Regions from separate parts of the Mus musculus genome. Here region 1 is linked to region 2. Evidence: chromatin contacts called from public HiChIP or PLAC-seq data. All regions are on one chromosome and are shown on one strand. Each heading gives the region's core, a stretch centred on a gene start, on an enhancer-like site or on the middle of the called end of the contact. The rest is flanking DNA. Distances are from core to core; before and after follow the strand shown. Region 1 holds the start of S100a3 (S100 calcium binding protein A3). Region 2 holds the start of Trim46 (tripartite motif-containing 46).

What was found. HiChIP or PLAC-seq counts read pairs in DNA pulled down with a chosen protein or histone mark.
Region 1: an HNF4G HiChIP or PLAC-seq map of pancreatic cancer cells shows a contact between it and region 2. The contact joins the promoter of S100a3 here to the promoter of Trim46 in region 2. A contact is called at or near these places in 1 of 39 promoter capture datasets (pre-B cells) and 1 of 115 datasets of contacts at active chromatin or transcription factors (pancreatic cancer cells).

What each region holds. Positions count from the first base shown.
Region 1 is chr3:90,598,370-90,604,134 of GRCm38.p6, forward strand. S100a3 (S100 calcium binding protein A3) reads left to right here and starts at 1,845. Exons shown (of 3, transcript NM_011310.3): 1 at 1,845-1,899; 2 at 3,411-3,556; 3 at 3,822-4,337. The coding sequence starts at 3,416. The coding sequence ends at 3,986. It overlaps S100a4 (S100 calcium binding protein A4), which reads left to right and starts at 5,401. Exons shown (of 3, transcript NM_011311.2): 1 at 5,401-5,437.
Region 2 is chr3:89,242,702-89,248,973 of GRCm38.p6, forward strand. It overlaps Trim46 (tripartite motif-containing 46), which reads right to left and starts at 3,196. Exons shown (of 10, transcript NM_183037.2): 1 at 3,014-3,196; 2 at 1,449-1,710; 3 at 883-1,226. The coding sequence starts at 3,076. It overlaps Krtcap2 (keratinocyte associated protein 2), which reads left to right and starts at 3,737. Exons shown (of 5, transcript NM_025327.3): 1 at 3,737-3,814; 2 at 4,077-4,231; 3 at 4,364-4,427. The coding sequence starts at 3,811.

The sequences.
Region 1 (5,765 bases), core at 595-3,094, 1.4 Mb after region 2:
CCCCTCCTTCTGCGGCCATGTGACCCTCTCCGTCCTGTGTCTCAGACTGCTCATAACTCCTTGCCAATAAAACAGAGTTAATCACAACTCATACTTCCTTCTGCCTCCATTGCCCACTCCCCTCATCCACAGCCTGGCAACCTCGAAGAGGAGATTGTGTCCCAGACAAAGCTGGGTACCGAGCCCAGGGTGAGGGCCATACAGGCATGAGGTTTTTTGTCACTGGCCAGGAAGCCAGGTTTCTCTTCTCCTTCCTGTATTCTTCTGGGTGTTGTGTTTTTTTTTTTTTTTTTTTTCTTGTGGAATGGAGAAGCTTTGGGGTGGGAGAGAACAGAGAAGCAGCAGGAGGGTATTTCCATGTCTGGTCAGTGGTGGTCTCCCCCATGCCAGCTAAGAATGGCAGGGGAAAACAAAGAATAGCCAGAAATGCCAGGCAGAATTAAAATGATCAAGTTCAAACATCAAAGACCAACAAGGAATTAAGCCCAGACATGGTGGTGCACACCTCTCACCCCAGAACTTGGGAGGCAGAGGCAGGCAGATTTCTGTGAGTTTAAGGTCAGCCTGGTCTACAGAGTGAGTTCCAGGATAGCCAGGAGATAGCTATGTAGAGAGACTCTGTCTCAACAAACAAAACGAGTTCCTCTGTGGTTGGAGAGATGGCCCAGAGGTTAAGAGTACTTGCTGTTCTTGCAGAGGACCCAGATTTGGTTCTCAGCACCCACATCAGGGGGCTTACAACTATCTGTAACCCCAACTCTGTGGGGACTCAGTGCCTGTGGCCTTTATAGGTACCTGCACTAATACAGACAACACTCACAGACAGACACATAAGGGAAAATAAATTACAATCTTTCAAAATAAAATCAGATCTTTAAAACAACAATAAACCAAACCAAACAAATAAAAACTTGTTTAAAAAACAAAAACAAAACCGAAAACCTCAAGTGATGGCAAAGTCTGTGAAGCTGAGCAGGGCGGGCACCCTGAGGGCTCTGGCCATACCCACTCTCAAATTTGGGTTTGATGATTTGGGGGAAAAGACACAAGATGAAGCCCAGGGCTCACAGAGGTGATAAGTAGAGACTTGATCCTGGAACCCCATGGGGTAATATGCTTAAGCCAAAAAACGAACACTCTGCCCCAGGACTGCCTGGAAAGTCACTCGCCCCAGCACAGAACACAACAGTGGAACCTTGTGAGCTCTGGAGCTTGGGGACATGCCAGCTTTCTCATGAATCTGTGACCCAAGTTCATCCATTATCACTTGGAGCAGAAAGGCAAGAAAGTTCAAGCCCTGACAGCTGGTGGCTGCCTCAGAGAACAGCCTTCTCTCTAGGCTTCAAAAATACCTCCTTTCCTCCAGCGAAATAAGCAATTCACAGTCAAAGGCCACCCAACACTCAGTGCTCTGGAGGCTGGGCAGAGAGGGTGTTCCATGGCCTCAGACTCCTCACCTGTAAATAGGAGCCTTAGCCAGATGCTCCCAAGGTCTCCCCTGCACAGATACTCTCTGGAGGTACACCCTAAGAGAGCCCAAGATGTGTCCCCATTTTGTATTCTTGGTCTCTTCACAATAAAGAGCTCAGTAGAGGGATGTGTGTAGCTGGAAGATGCAAGCAGGAAGCTGTTACCAGTTCCCAGCTTTGGGGAAGGGCAGAGGGGGGAATGAGTAGGGGAGCGGTGCCTGAGACTCTGACTGGGTCTTTGATGTGTGCGTTGCTAGGTGGGCGGTGGGCCTGTAATAGAGGCTACTGAGGGATGGAGGCAGGGGACCCTGAGGGCAGCCTCAGCGTTGACCTACTTGGGTCCTTATAATTGCTCCCTTCATCTCTCGAGAGGCTACAAATAGGGACACCCAGTTGGTAGGCTCCTACAGCTGAAGCAACAGCAGCAGTGGTGAGTATGGTTGCTTGGGAACTGCATTGGGCTCGGAGTTGGGGCAGCTCAGAAAGCCCTCAACAGGTAGCCTGTTCCTGGAGACAGGGTCTGGATATGGGAGCAGAAAGCTGATGTGAGCAGGTGATGGGGACTCAGAGGGTCCCTTGTACACTAAGGAGCTGTAAGGAAGTTTGTTTTGGGTAGTGTGCCCAGCCACGATCTTGTACTGATGTGGGGGGGACAGTAGCCAGCTATGCTTCTGGGGTAGCCCTTAGTGAGCTCCGTGCTTTTGCTCCTTGACTCTTTGCTTCATTCCTGGGGACGAGTTGGGACAGGCCAGGGCTGCAGGAGAAGAGAGGATTCCTTTGAGTCTTCAAGCCCTGTGCTTCTGAAATAGCAACTGAAGTGGCGCCAGGCAGGCTGGGAGGAATCAGAAGGGCTCAGAGGAGCCGAGCTCCTGGGATCACCCCTCTTTCCTCTCCAAGGATCATGGTGCTTTCCTCTTCTGGGAACATGGATCCTTGCTGCAGTGCCAGGCTATCACAGAGAATTAGACCCCCATAATGCTTGACACTTCAGCCCCATTCTCCTACTTTCCTGCCAGCTACAGTCTTGCTAGCTATTTGCTCCCCATAGAGGGAACTCACCAGGAAGAGTCTTGGCTCTGGCTACCCTGTGTTGGAGGACTCTAGTCCCCCGAGGGAGTCAGGAGTGAGTCATTGGACTCACATGGAAACAACTCCATTGCCTCCCTGCCAGCCCAGGGTTCGCCCAGGCTGCATGGGCAATGGAAGGGGACAATAGATGTGGGGTGAAGGAAGGAATTCTAGGAAGTGTTTCCCTTCCATCTCAGTGGGGGACTCTTCTCAAAGCCTTCTGAGGTCCCCCGGGGGATGGGAGGATAGCTAAAGGATGGAGTAGGTCATAGATGAGTAGATCTATGTATGAACTGGTGGACTCTGCAGACGCCACCTGGTCCATGTTTCTGACTAGGCCTGTGAGGCTAGATTATCCCACTTTGCAGATAAGACAACTGAGACCCAGAGAGAAACAGTTCGCTCAGGGCTTCAGAGTGCACAATAGAATGAGGGTCCTCAATTGCAGTTTCTTTGAGTTCAGGGTAGGAGGCATAGTGAGGTGGAGGGGTCCTGTCAGGCCTCACCACTGCCTCTGGCATTAGCCTCACCAGGATCTGGACAAAGAAGCCCTGGGCAGGGCTTCCTGTGCAAGCTCTTACAGGATGACGCTCCAGGTCTCCAAAAGGCAGAGGCTTTCTAGGATCAAGGGCAGCATCACATGGAATGGTGCCCAATAAAAGACTGAGAATTCCCAGGTGTTGTGATGGGAAACGATGGGAGGGAGTCAGAGTCAGAGGGAGGCTCCCAGTTGGGGTGAAGGTGGTAGATATTCTGCTCCTGAGGAATTTATGGTGATGTCAGGGAACTGAAACTTCTGTCTAGAAAAATCACAACAGGCACAGCGGGGAGGTGAATTGATTCCTTGCGAGTCATACCCTTGTTTTGTGACAGTGAGGATGACCCGGCCCCTGGAGCAGGCAGTAGCTGCCATCGTGTGCACCTTCCAGGAGTATGCAGGGCGCTGTGGGGATAAATACAAGATCTGCCAGTCGGAGCTCAAGGAGTTGTTGCAGAAGGAGCTGCCCACCTGGACGCCGGTGAGCACCTCATATCTCTCCCCACTTGGACTCTGCAAATCGTGGCCTAGGGCCAAGCAGCAGCATAGGGTAGCACATGAGCTGAGACACAGGGCTGGGAAGGGGGACTGAAATGGGTGTCTTATCAGGTGGGTAGGATGAGGTTGGCCCCATGAGGGTTTTGGTTTGGAATGGGGCAGCCTAACCATCGGAGGGGAGTGGTGTGGGAAGCTACTTTGGCTCCTTATTCTGGTTTCCTGACCCTGCCTTCTCATCCCTTCCACAGAGTGAGTTCCGGGAGTGTGACTACAATAAATTCATGAGTGTTCTGGATACCAACAAAGACTGCGAAGTGGACTTTGGGGAGTACGTGCGCTCACTTGCCAGCCTCTGTCTCTACTGCCACGAGTACTTCAAAGAGTGCCCCCCTGAGCCTCCTTGCCCCCAGTAGCCTCTGATCCAAAGGTGTACGCTATCCCAGAAGGGCAGGGTCTGCTCCAGTCCTCCATCTTTGTCCTTGAGGTGGTCCTGGGTGTGTAGCCACACCCTTCCCACTCTCTCTGTGGTACCCCTTTCAATCTAGACTTGCCAAGTTCTTGATGTGCTAACCCCACCCAGCTACCCATGAGCTTTCGAGGCTTTCCTAGGGATGTCTAGCTTGTGAGGGGTGGGACAGTAGCCAGCCTTTGCCGCTTCTCTTCTTGGAAGGGAAGAACATCTCTGCTCAGCCATGTGCACACAACTGGGACCGCTGTGGCAGGGGCCTCCTCAACTCCCAATAAAGAAATGTCTTCTTGGCTTACTTTTGTTTTTTTCTGATGGGACACACTGGGCCTTGGGACCGAGTCCTTGTTCCTTTATGCTCCTTACTACTGGAGGTAGGAGGCTTACCATGGAAGGCATGGACCCCCAAAGCGGTGTCAGGCCCTGTAGAAATGCACACATTTCAGGAGGGTAGGGGTAACACGTGTCCTATCAGATGAGACTGGAGGGTCTCTGTCTCTCTCTGTCCCCTGTCTTGAGATAGAAGTCCTTATCTTGGACTTTCAAGGAGGACAAGGGGCTCCTTGGGAGGTACTTCTGACCAGATGCTGCAAGGAGAGTATGGTTGTGGGAGCCCAAAGCCAAACCTCCATCTAACCTTCACTCAATCCCCGAATTTGTACCCTATCCTTAGAGATTAATCCTGACTCCCCCTTTTACCTATTTCCTCTTTAACTCTCTTCTTCAAGCTGAACATTCAACCCCGAATGCTCCTGTCATTCCTCAATATCCTTACTCCAGCTTCCATCCATTCGAAAACCTCCAGGCCACACTGCCACCCTAACTCCATCATGGCCTCCTAGGTATAGCTCCTACTTCATACCTGGGGTGGTCCCAAGGTCCCTCCTGACTTGCTAGCCTCTATCCTGGGTCTTCCTGATTGTGACAAGAAGCTGTTTAGGCTGGAGGGAAGTGCTGACATTGTCCCACTGGCTGGGGTCACCTCCTTCGTTCCTGGGCCACATATTTCCAGGGCAGCTCCTTATCCCTTGCCCATAACATCTCCATCTCCTTTCCTGTGGCCCACACCTCATGTCCAGGTTGCCCGTTCTCAAAGCTTCCTAAACTTCTGGCTGAGCTGTGGCTGCTTGGTGGTGTCCACCCCATCCAAGTCTCTGCCGTGCCCACTGGAGCTCACTCACTACTTGATTGTGCCTGCTGGGGAGGGAGCAGGAAGCCTGGTTCCCAGACTGGGCTGGTCGAGGGTGCTATGACATTTACTACATCAACCAACAGCAAGAGCACAGTATCCATGTTCCCCCATCCTCTGCATGGGCAGGGCCTGGCAGGGTATAAATAGGTCAGATTGTTGGGCTCTCCCCAAACCTCTCTATTCAGCACTTCCTCTCTCTTGGTCTGGTGAGTTGTGTTGGTCTGATAGCACTGCTAGCGGCATTAGAGGCTGAGGCTAGGGTAGAAGAAAGGGGGGCTGCTGGGGGAACAGATGTCTTTAATAAATCCAGATGAGAGATTCTGATGTGGAGGTTCATGTATGTGTGTGTGTGTGTGTGTTTTTCACGAGAATGAAAACCAAAAAAAAAAAAAAAAAAAAAAAAAGTGTATAAATGGCTACATCTGAGCTCCCGGAGGTTTTGAGATACTGAGGCTGGCTTGCATGTTGCTATAGTGTATATTGGTGGTGCTTGGGAGTCACTGTCATGCATAGGATGCTGACTCGTGTTGCTGG
Region 2 (6,272 bases), core at 1,946-4,445:
TGACCAGGCCATGGCCTAGCACTGCTCCTTCATTTACTTCCTAAGTTCATAGTATAACAATGGTGATAGAGTTCACCTTTGTTCACCATTGCGCCCAATTCCTAGAAAAGCATCCTGCATAGAAACAACTTTTTTTTTTTTTTTTGTTAATAAACAACTTTTCTGAGGCAGAGTTTTCCTGTGTACCCAGGCTGGCCTTTAACCTCCAAGTCTCTTTATTTACCCTTCCAAGTGTTGGGGGCTCAGGCATGCGCCACCATGCTTAGCCAGATAACGAACATCTCCTGTGATCCTATCAACAGTCCTGCAGGTATAGTTACAGCAGAGTAGATTCTCTCATCTCTATGCAGCTGGTGAGATGAGAGTCCCATAGATGTTGAATCTTCTGTTTAGTGGATGTTAGAGACACGGACTGATAGACAGCCCGATCTGACGGTGCGTGTCCGTAATTCTAGTGCTCAGGAAACCGAGAAAATGGGATTTCCATGAGTTCAAGGCTAGCCTGGGCTATATGGCAAAGCACTGTCCTGTTTTTTTTTCTTAATATTTTATTTTGAATTATGTGTATGTGTCTATGTGTAGAAATGTGCATGTAAGTGCAGGAGACAGAAGAGGCCAGAGGTGATGTACCCCTGGAGCTGCAATTACAGGGAAACAAATGTGATTCTCTGGAAGAGCTCTTAATCAGAGAGCTGCCTCTCTCCAGCTCTAAGACCCTGTCTCACACGTGCACGCGCACGCGCACGCGCACACACACACACACACACACACACAAAACCTTACCTAGCCCTCTTTAGAACCCCACATGCCAGTCATCTCCAACCTCTGGTTCAGCACCACTGTAGCCCCTCCCACTTCAGACCCCCGCAAGAACTGGCTCACCTTGGGGCGGAATGAAAGAGTGGGTAGCGTGGGCTCATGCTGCGCCTTCTGAGTGCCCCAGGGGTGGAAGAGCTTGAAGCATTCGTTACAGAAGGTAGCTCGACACTCTGTGCAGCCCTTGGTGGCCTCTAGTGGTGGGGGCTTGCACAACTGGCACAGGATGGCTCCTCCCACACTCACACTCTGGCGGTACCTCTCCACCACTCGCTCTAGGGTCAGGTTTCGGAAAAGCCCGGAAAGGCCCCTCTCCCCCAGCTCCACATCGCCTTGGCAGGCTGGGCACGGGAATAGGATCGTCTGGGGGTGCAAGGCACCACGCTTCCGCCCAGGGTATGTCCCAAAGCCTGTAGATGGACCCAGGAGGCACAGGTGAGAATTACAGCTGGCTGGGGTGGGTGACATCTGATCAATTAAAACGTGGAATTAATTTCATTGCGCCAGAGATCAGCTCTCATTAGAATTTCAGACAAGCAGTAAGAAGCTCCACCCCAGAATGACAGACAGATGCCCCTGACCCTCTTCCATCTTTCTACATCCCCACCCCATCCCACAGGCCCCAGCCCCACCTGACTTAAGGAGCCGGTCCAAGCGATCTGGCTTGGGGAGAGTTCTCCGAGAGAGGCGGGGGCTGCGGGTAGAAGGGGTGGAAGCAGGAGAAGTGGGCTCCGAACTCGGATCCCCACCATGGCCTATGTACCCCTGCTGGCCCAAAACCTCCCGGGCACAGGCCTGGCACACGTTGTGGGTACAAGGCAGCACTAGTGGCTGCTTGTACATCTCTTGGCACACTGGGCACAGCAGTTCCTTCTCCATGTTCTTCATGCTTGTCTGTGGAGGGACCAGGAGGTTGTGTGAGAGCTAGGACACTTGGGCAAATCTCAGCCCGGTCCCTTGGCTGCCAGGAAGGGCAGCACAAGCTACCTACTGCTTTGGCCCAGTACCCGCCTTCGTTGGTTCACACACCTCCCCAGCTCTCTGTCTCCTGCTTCAGCGCCCCTCTTGGGGAGCTTAAGGTCCACCAAGAAGGTACAGTTGGAGCTCTGGCCTCCCCCACCATCGCGCCCCACCCCCATCACTCCCGCTGCAGCAGTGCTGGCAGGCAGTCCTCCCGCCTCACCTGTCTCCATCCCTCCATCTCTGGATTAATAGCATTTATTTCAAGGGCACCACCCATTCTACAGCTGGGTGTTGTCCCCCGCCCCTTTCTCTAGCAACCCTTAGACGCATGACTGCTCCCCGCGGCCAGGGTGCGCTAGCTCTCTGAACCGGCTGGGCACTGGCCGGCGCCCCAGCACCCATCCTCCATTCTTCAATTCTATTTCTTCCAGTCTCCCCAAATCAACCCATCTCTCTTTGCCTTCTATACTAGAGCTATCAGACCCAGTCTGGTGGAGAAATTCGGCCTGTTTCAACCCTTTGCTCAATCTAGGGTGGGGGAGGAAGGAGCGCCCCGCCTACCTGCCCCCTCCCCACCGGAAGTATCCCTCCCCCTTTTGGTGAGGGGTCTTCTGGCTATTCCCCACCCCCACACCTCACCTTGGTCCCTCTCTTCGCAGCCATCCCGGTCAGGGGCGCAGCTGACACAAAGGAGGGAGGGAGAGGGAGGGAGGGGGAAGGAAGTGGTGGGGGGGAGCAGGGTTGGCACCGCCTCTGGGAGAGACGGGCACGGGTTACCATGGCAACGGGAGGCTGCACGGCAGCTAGCGGGGGGGGGGGTTGGGGGCGGTAGGGGGGGTGGTCGGGAGGGGTCCAAATTGGGAACTGCACCCAGGAGCGGTTTTTTCATCACCCCACCCCACCCCCCGCCACACCTGTCCTCAGTTTCTTGGAAAACATCCAAGCTCACACATGCCCCTTCTCATAGCCCTGGTGCACGCCTGGCAGCTACCCCAAGCCTACCCGCTGGGTCCGGGCAGCTTCTCGCTGCCTACACCCCAGCAAACGGGAGTCTCACCACTCGGCTGTCCCCAGGATCCCTCCACACTTGCGTCTCCGCCCTCCCAGTCATTTCTGTCTTAACTAATCCCTTCTCTATAATCCATATTCTTCCTGGACCCCCACCTGTTCAAGGGTCTGGCTTGCCCCGACCCTTTACATCCCCTCCCTTCCCCTTGACCCCACCTTAACTCACACTGATGCGGACTAGTGCATCCATGATGGAAGTGAAGGTCTGCATATCCTCACCCTCAGCCATGGCCCTACTGTGCCCGCCCGCCCCCGGGTGCCCGATCCTGGCTGCTGCTGCGAACCCGGGGCTTAATGCAGGAGCCGGGTGGGGTGAAGGGAGGGGTGGGGAGGGTGAGATGTCACTGCGCATGCTCCAGGGACTAGCTTCGAACTGCGTCCGTCGAGGTAGGGGGTGGGAAATAGTTCTTCCCACGTGGTTCTCCAAAGGCGGTCTAGGGGGTGGGTAACATGGAGGGTATTTGAGGTAGGAACCATTCCTCCTATTAGAAGCTTGCATCGATTCCTGGTCATACTACTCACATAAAGCACGAAGCTCGTTTCAGAAGAACAACTCCAGGTGGACGGTGCTACATCTTGGGTGGCACATATCTTCGGGAGTTGTTGAGGCAATTATAGTGGGTCAGGGAGGTCTGAGGAAGTTGTACGGGAGATGACATGAATAGCAATGAAGGCACAGGTGACTCTAGGCCATGGGATCATGACTGAAAGATGAGTGCAGCTTGTCCAGAGAGACAGCAGATGCCTTGGCTACAGAAGGCTGGAGACCAAGCAGGGCGGTGGCCTAGAATGCTCTTAGAAGCATTATTTCCTCCTTGCCACAAGAGGGCGCTGCACCCAAGGCGCGTAGAGGAAGAAGTAAAGCAAGTCCACGTTGGCCCCGACGCCTGCGTACAGACAACCGCGCCGGCTTTGGCTCCCCTCTTTCTCCAGGGACACGGATTGGACCACGGACGGGGCGTGATGGGTAACCGCACCGGCGGGATGCCCGGGCTGCTCTAGCGGGAGTGGGCGTTGGGGTGGTCCTCTTTTCTCCGTAGCCTCGGTAAAGCTGACGTGTCCTGGGAACTAGCATTTCCTCCGGACAGGCGGGAACTTGGGTGTGCAGGGCCGGGTGGTTCCTGGAGGTCGCTGTGGGGTGGGGGCTGGGTCACTTGGAAGTGGTTGGTGAGCCAAGCTCCGGAGTGAATCTGCCTGAATCTTAGCCTGACTCTTTTTCTCATTTATAGTAGTCGGTACCGGGACCTCCTTGGCGCTGTCCTCCCTCCTGTCCCTGCTGCTCTTCGCTGGCATGCAGATCTACAGCCGCCAGCTGGCCTCCACCGAGTGGCTCACCATTCAGGGGGGCCTGCTGGGCTCCGGCCTTTTCGTCTTCTCCCTGACTGTATCTTCCTCGCGCTGGAAGGGGAGGCGGGGGTGTATGAACAGAACATGGGCGGGAGTGGGTGGCAAGGGCTTTGCAGTCCCTCTACTTCCTATCTTGTTGCGTGAGTTTCTCCTTAATTACATCACCCAGGCCTTCAATAATCTGGAGAATCTGGTCTTTGGTAAAGGCTTCCAAGCAAAAATCTTCCCTGAGAGTAAGTGAAACTCAATAGTTAACTGGACTCTTTTTTTTTTAAACCTCTCCCAAACATGATGCCGAATTTCCCTGTGCTTAGATGATAAAGGAGAAATACATTTGCTTAACACAATCTTGAAGACAGAAGATGCTTTCAGATTAAGCATTTTATTGGAGCTGGAAGAGAAGCACAAAAAGGGGGGAGGGGAGGGGAGGGGAGGGAGAGGAAAAGAAAGAAAAAGGCCAACCTGGTCTGCTCTCAGGACAGGTTTCAAGTGAACAGTCAAGCCTGGGCTGATGTCTGATAGGCATCCAGGAGAAGGTGTTCTTTGTCCCTGTGAGAGAAGAAAGCAAAACCAAGCCCACTGAGGGATTCTGATGTGGAACTGAGCCCGCACTATTGACTGCTGCTGGAGGAGATTGTGAAGTCTGTGTTCACTGGGATGTTACCAATAGCAGGACCCCTGACAGAAGGAGAATAGAGAATAACCGCTAGAGCTCACTCTCTTTCTCTGCATCCGCTTGTTTCTCTCTTCCTTTCTTCTCCTCCCTTCTGTAGCCCACACTGGCCTTGAACTTCCTGTGTGGCTGTGAATGACTAAACCCTTGACTTGCTGATCTTCCTGCCTCCACTTCCCAGGTCCTGAGATTAGCACTACCTCATGTAGTTTATGAGGTGCTGGCGATTAAGCCCAGGTCCTTGAACATGCTAGGCAATCTCTCTCCCAATGGAGGCACATCTCCAGCCCTGATAGATCAGTTTTTGTGTGTGATAATTCTTGTTAGATGGTTCATATAGAGATCTGATGGAGAATAGGGCTCATAAAACAAAGTCGGCATCAGGACCGAGCCACTTGGAAAGCCACATGCTGGGAAAAGCAAGCAGTTGTGGCCCCGTGAAAGACTCACCCAGAAACCCCGAAGCCCGCCATTGTTGCTGTCTTCACGGCCCTGTTGGAGGTTTCCAGAGCTTCCGCCCAGCAATGCCCAGAGCTTCTGTCTCTTCCACTCTGTCCCATGTGTTTCTTATATGCTGAAAGAAATTGTTGGAAGGCAAAAACCTTGTCTTTCAGCCAGACAGTGATGGCACAGGCTCTTAATCCTAGCACTAGAGGCAGAGGGAGGCAGGTCTCTGTGAGTTCAGGGCTAGCGCGATCTACAGAGCAAGTTCCAGGACAGCCAGAGCTACACAGTGAAACCTGTCTTGAAGTGAGAAGAAAAAAATCCTCTTCTTTGCCTTCCTTTCTGGCTCCAGCTGGACAAGTGGACCTCTTAGCCCCTTCCACCCTCTCATCCGTATCCTGTCCTCTTAGAGAAGCCATAATCCTCTTTCCTAAGTCATGGGAACACGCCTGCTTTCCGCCCTTCTAGAACATTTTATTTATTGATTTACTTTTGAGGCGGGATCTCACTATGTTGCCCAGGCTGGCCTTCCCACTGTGTAGCCCAGGCTGTCCCTCCCTTGGATTCCTGGGCTTACGTGATGCTTCCTGCCTTATCCTCCGGACTGGCTTGCTGTGTAGGCATATACCACTGCGTTTTCGCTTTCTTCTGTGTATGTTCGGGGGTTGGGGGACCAGGAAGTTAAATGAAACGTGGAGCCAAGCTAGTCAAACAAAACGCCATTCATATCTTCCCTTGGTGTCCTGAACAAGTGTTCAGGCACAAGGCATTTGAAATCCCTGCTTTTATTAAGGCATACCTATTTTGTTTGTGTTGTTTTTCTAGTCAGGATTTCTCTGTGTAGCCCTGGCTGTCCTGGAACTCCCTCTGTAGAGGAAGCTGACCTCCAGCTCACAGAGATCTCTCTGACTCTGCCTCTAGTGCTGGGGTTAAAGGTGTATATCCCCATGCCAGGCAGGAC